Linked DNA regions of Sus scrofa: region 2 is linked to region 1. Evidence: chromatin contacts called from public Hi-C data. All regions are on one chromosome and are shown on one strand. Each heading gives the region's core, a stretch centred on a gene start, on an enhancer-like site or on the middle of the called end of the contact. The rest is flanking DNA. Distances are from core to core; before and after follow the strand shown.

What was found. A called contact is a pair of places that touch in the nucleus more often than the background predicts.
Region 2: a contact with region 1 is called in a Hi-C map of retroperitoneal adipose tissue, with 2.1 times the contacts expected there. The contact joins two enhancer-like sites. A contact is called at or near these places in 5 of 47 Hi-C or Micro-C datasets (embryonic fibroblasts, fetal heart ventricle, heart right ventricle and 1 more) and 2 of 2 datasets of contacts at active chromatin or transcription factors (alveolar macrophages and skeletal muscle).

What each region holds. Positions count from the first base shown.
Region 1 is chr11:9,636,568-9,639,561 of Sscrofa11.1, reverse strand. The region is part of intron 1 of STARD13 (stAR-related lipid transfer protein 13); the gene reads left to right. Among named protein-coding and RNA genes, the nearest start is that of STARD13, 100 kb to the left of the region's middle. Within about 2 kb of position 1,536, at least 34 of the 83 cell types and tissues checked have an H3K27ac peak or open chromatin away from gene starts, as enhancers often do. A contact at or near this core is called in retroperitoneal adipose tissue, where this site is marked.
Region 2 is chr11:9,874,717-9,877,710 of Sscrofa11.1, reverse strand. The region is part of intron 3 of LOC110255744 (a long non-coding RNA gene); the gene reads left to right. Among named protein-coding and RNA genes, the nearest start is that of STARD13, 140 kb to the right of the region's middle. Within about 2 kb of position 1,495, at least 8 of the 83 cell types and tissues checked have an H3K27ac peak or open chromatin away from gene starts, as enhancers often do. A contact at or near this core is called in retroperitoneal adipose tissue, where this site is marked.

The DNA.
Region 1 (2,994 bases), core at 287-2,786:
GGTCAGAGGCGCTGGCTTATTCCTGTCCACATTGTGATTGTTGAGGTTTAGAAGTCAGGCAGGACTGTGGCAACATAAAGCTCACTAGCAGCAGACAATGATATTACTTTATAATTGAATGCTTTTCCCACAGAGGACTTGATGGGGGACACAGAGACTCCGAGAATCCCCCTTTGCCATGGTCTTCAGCACAGGGCCATGGCTCCGAGATCCTTCCCCTATCATGTGGGCAGACCCTCTGCTCGCAGTCATTGCAGATTCACTTCCAGGAGTCATAGCGTCTCCCTGTGTTCTTGCACATCTTTGAAATGCCCCAGGCAACTGCTCCTCCCTCCAGTGGAGCCGCCACAGCAGCTGTGGGCTGCACCAGGCCTGGTCTCTGCTCCGTTTCTGGCAGCAGGCAACTACCGCCAAGCCGCTCTCCCCAAAAGCCTGCATATTGTAAACCCATTAAGGCTTAACTCCTAGGGGACAACAAAGAGAGCTGCCTTTGTGAGCTCTGTGTGGGATCACAGAGGCCTCTGGCACCTGGCTTGTCCTCAGGCCCGGGGTGATCTGCAGGGAAAGTTACAAGCTGCCGAGGGAATATTTTCACAGGTTTTCCAAACAAAGGGTTCTTTCTTCAAACTCAGCCGCAACTCTTTTCTGATTGCTAATTAACCAAGCCTAGTGAAAAACAGGCCGTTTCGGTAAATAGATGAGAGGTGGTGTGTGTGTGTGTACGTGTGTGTGGTGTGGTGGATGTGCACGCTGATGTGCTTTTGTTTGTTTTTTGACACATGACAAGAGGCCCTGTTTTGAGTCTGACGGGGTGGTGAGCCTGTGGCAGGGAGGCTTCCCTCCTGTTCACTGCTGCTGTGCACACAGTCAGGCTGCTGTCGTCTTTGCGGATTGGATGTGCTTGGCGTTTGGCTTGAAGTCGCCCTCTCTCCCTCCACGTGGAGGGTCTCTTTCGCTCTGGGTCTCTGCGTTGCCACTGTTCCTCACCTGCCTCCCCATTGGCTCCCTTGGAGCCGCCTTTTAGGCAGCCCCTCCTTGGCCCTTCGAGGGTCTGCAATAGGACTTTGTTTGCTCTCCCTCCCAGGAACCTTCCCTGGGGGCCTCTATGCCTTTTGTATGTGGTATGTGCTTGAGGATCTGAAAGCCCCCTTTCCTCAGAAGCCCCCCTGCCCCCCCCCAGGACACTGGTAATTATTATAACTGCTCTTTCACCACATGGTGCGTGTTGCCACCTGGTCCGAGCCGGCCAGAGCCTGGTGGCTTTCTGGATGGTTGCCGAAGGCTTCCAAACCCTACCTCTTGTAACTTAGCTTTTCCAGTTACGTGTTAGGAGTTTTGTAAGTTTCCCACCTCAGTGTCCTGGAGCTTTGAAGGAAGGTTACGTTACCCACCATTAAGGTGCTTTTTACGAGGTTATCTATCCGTTTGATCTTTGCCTTACTGATACTGGATCAATACTACTTGTTAATTCTGGCCTTTTTGGTTGCGAGACTGTGGTGGGGGAAAAAAGCTCTTCACAGGCCTCTAGTGGACATGTGGTGGAACTTCGGGAAGCTTGTATTCAAACGTATAAAACTGGTGTGACCTACGGGCACCAGGCAATCCCCCAAATGTATTCTTCGTCAGGCTTTTAATTCAGTAGCATAGTGGTGTGTTTGAAGGCATGGAAAATAGGAACAATGGTGAAGTCACAGTCTTGGTTGACTTTAACCACAGGGTGCAGTGATCAAGTTGTCAGCTGTTCCCTCCTGTCAACTGGAATGAGTTTCTTTGTCCATTTAGTCTCTATTTTATAACAGCAGCTGAATTTTAACATCGAATCATTTTAAATCAACTGTACTCTTAATTCATTTTTTTTAATCAAGAATTTGAAGTCTCTGGCATGTTAATAATTTCCGTATGTAACTGTTTCATCTCAAAAGGGTTGGAACTATTGTCCCTCTGCAGAGACCTGTGTGGGATGTCGTGTCACGAGGCACCCCCAGCCTTCCCCAAAGACCATAATCCAGCGGGGTTCTCTCCAGCCCTCAGGGATCTTCCACGAGCCCTTGTCTCCTCACACGGTGCCTTGCTCTTGACCTTCCCTTTGCCTGAAATGATGCCTTTTTTCTGCTTCCTCCCCACCTGGTGAGAGTCTTCACATCCTTAGAAACCCAAGTCTGTTGTTTTCTGTATAACTGCCCTCTGCACCCCCAGCTAACAGAGTTAACCTCTTCTGTGCCGTCCACTTTTACCGTCTATCACATGTTCAGCCACACATTCAGGTGGTTGCCTTCACTTGCAAAGTATATATTTCTGCCGCCTGGGCGTTGGGGTCTGCTGCCTGGGCTTTGGGATCCCATCAGTTAACACAGTGTTGTGTTTTGCATTTGTCTCATCATCGCTTCATCTGAGGGCCCTAGCACAGCTCCTGCACTTAGGATAGATTGTCAAATTGTTAGCCGTGCTTGTCCTGGGTAAAGCTGGAAATTAAGGAAGACTGCCACTTTCTGTCCTCGGTATCTCTGCATCCAGCACCCCACCTCCCTTCTTGCTCCCCCTCCACACGCATCTCTAACTGAGAGTGATTTTAAGGCCCTGAATTACCTTGTTCAGGGTATTTAAAATGTAAACCTTACCTTGAATTTGAAATGAAATGCTTAGCCCTATTCAAGCAACTCTGCTAGTGAAATAAGTGTTTTGTGGGGTGGAATCCCTGGCTCTGAATATGCAGTAATAACTGTCTCTTCTCCCTAAGAACTAGACTGGCTTCATTCTTTTGCAAGGGGGCCTCCCTGCCACCTTTTGGGTTAACCTTGCAAAATATTTTCAAGGTATTGACGTGGAATGTCGTTCTGGAACAAATTATCCCTAGGTTTTAATCAGTATAGAATTGAGCCACCCGAGATACTTTAAGTGGTGTATGAGGACAGTGAGGTTATTATGAGGTCGATGGACAGACCTTGAACTAGGTTAGAAAGGACTGAGGAAGAAACTTTAAAGAGGATGGCTTTA
Region 2 (2,994 bases), core at 246-2,745, 240 kb before region 1:
TCCGCAGATTCTTTAATCAATGACATCTCTCCTGAGATGCTAGATTTGTTAAAGAAACAAATACATATGGACTCCAGAAATATATTAGTTTTTTTAAATTATTGTTTTAGGTAGCAGTTCAATTATTTCTTTTTGAAAAAATTAAAAAATTTAAAAAATCTTTTATTTAGTTGTATTCATTAGGATTCTTTTGCTTGAAAGTGGCAGAAGCTTAACTTGGACTCATATAAGCACAGAAAGGTATATATTGATTCAAATAATTTGAAAAGCCAGAGCTTATCTGTCTAGTTTTAGATACTGTTAGATCCAGGAGCTCCTCAGACTCATTCCTCTCTCTGCTTTACCTAACCAAGGATTGGCTTCATTATCAGGCAGACACTCCCTGCAGTGTAGCAAAAATGATTAGCAACAATTGTGGGTTGACATGTACTGGCAGCTAGTGTTTCTAATGAAAAAAACAAAAAGTCTATCTTTCAATAGTTCCAACAAAAGACCCGGGGAGAGCTTTTATTAGCTTGGCTTAGGTCATGTGATTGTCCCTGGACTTAATCACTGTGATTGGAGAAATTGATTACTTTATTTGTCAGACTCCCAGGATGTGCCCACTTCTAGAGCCAGGAGGTGTGATCACCGTTACCCAAACTACTTGGAGGAAGTGATGGTTCCCAAAGAGATTCCTGCTGAACAAAACACAGGTTAACGACATCCCCCATCGTGTTTCTACCCCTTGCCTGCTAGCATCCATATATACAATACTTCTTTCCCATTTTTTAAGTTCTCAAAATGGCCTTGACTAATATAATGCAAATATACCTCTAAAAGAAATATTGCCTCTACCTTCACTGTAACTGAAGACGACTCTTAGGCTCATCCAGTTACTGCTAAGTCATGGCATTTTCCTTGGTTGGGTCTAAACGTAGCTGCTCCGGGTTTGGCATCCTCTGGCTAAATAATATATTTAACACTACCAATTGGCAGCGGCAGAGAGAAAAGACTATTGCTGCCATGAAACTTCCATTTCATGAGAAGGGCAAACACTCAATAGTGATCTCAGTTTCATAGCCGTCATCTCATGCTGGATAAAGAAAGCAAAGACTCCCCGACCTGGCAGTGGAGGGAGTTCTTTGTTCAGGAATCTGGCTGGTCTCTCCCTCCTCCCTGGGAGGAACTCCCTTTTTCGTCGTCCTGCGTCCTGTGTCCTGCGTAGGTAGAAGGCAGTTGAACACTGGGGAGGCTTTTATTTTTAACAGCTGTAGCATTTTAGTTCCTCCTTTCCTTTGGTGCAGGTTTGAGGGCTAAAATTTGCCTCGTGAGGTGGGCATTCTCAGGGCTGTTTGGTGATCCTGGGCATCTCTCTGGCAGTGCCACTGCCTCTCCTGACAGACTTGTTGGTCTATTTGTCTCCCGAATCTGCCGTAGATTGTTTCTTGGAGAGTCGTGCCCATCAGTCTGGCTCCAGCCCTCACGGATTCGTCCTCTCAGCAATCTGCCTTTATGCTCTGCCCCTCCCCAAGCCATCTGGCCCTCAAACTGGGAAGCAGTGAGCTGTCCTTGTGCAGATCCTGTCCCTTGGTGGTAGAATTCCTGGGGATGGCTTTTATAGAGGAGTATAACTGCTCTCCTTGCCACTCAGGAATATTCAGCAGGAAGTGTTTGGAAGTGGCCCTCCGGCTCTCTGGCTCACCAGGATCCCCATCCTTGTGCCCATTATGTTTCCCATTGTGCCAACATTAGCATGAGGCAGAGGTTTGGACATCTGCTGTCCCACAAGACACAGTGTCATCTGCCGTTGGTCGTTTGGAGTGCCGGGCATGGGCAGAAAGGATGACTCTTCGTCTTTGCTTTGCTTTCTGCTTCCAGAACTGCCAGATTAAGCTGAAGGCCATCCTTTTCCTACACAATCAGGCTAGGGGTAGCTACAGCTGCTGGCCACAGCCACAGCCACAGCAACTCGGGATCCGAGCCATGTCTGTGACCTACACTACAGCAGCTCACAGCAACTCCAGATCCCTAACCTACTGAACAAGGCTAGGGATCGAACTCATATCCTCATGGATACTAGTTGGATTCTTTTTCACTTTGCCACCACGGGAACTCCATTTCCTATATAATCTTACTGATGGCTGTAAGTAGCCAGTGCATCCTAAGATTCTTTTTATTCTGTTCCCCTAAAACTCTACCCTTGATATTTACATGATTTGAGTTCCAAGAGACACTAGGTACTTTTTAACTGGCTGCTTTTCTATCAAATAACAGCTTTTCCCCATTCCTAGCCTGTGATGGGGAAAACCTGCATCTCACCTCAGCTCCGTCAATATCACATTTTAAGGTCTGTTATTTGTAATGCTCTACTTCCAGATATCAGATTCCGTACTGCTTAGGATTTGTTTTGGCGCAAGTGGTAGAAGTACAGCACATAAAAGTTTATGTAGAAGGAATTTGTTGGCTTCCATAGCAGAAGGTCCAGATATGGAAGCAACCTAAGTGTCTGCTGATAGATGAATTAGATAAATGGATAAAGAAGATGTAGTGTGTTTGTGTGTGTATTATATATATATATAATATAATGTTTTATATATATTATATATAAAATACACTTTATAATGGAATTATTCAGTCACGAGAAAGAAGGAAATCTTACTATTTGCAATACTGTGGATAGACCTTGAGAGCATTATTATGCTCAGTGAGATGAGTCCGACAGAGGAAAACAAATTCTGTATGATTTCACTTACAAGTAGAATCTAAAAAAGCCAAACACAAAAAAAAAACAAAGTGTAAGACGGTGTTTATCGGGGGCTGGGAGGTGGGAGAGTTGGGGAGATCTTTTTTTAAGGGTACAAACTTATAATAAATATATAAATAAATCCCGGAGATCAAATGCACAGTATGGTAATTATAGTTGACAATACTGTATTATAAACTTCAAAATTGCTAAGAGATTAGATCTTAATTGTTCTTACTGTAAAAAAGAAATGATAATTATGTGGCATG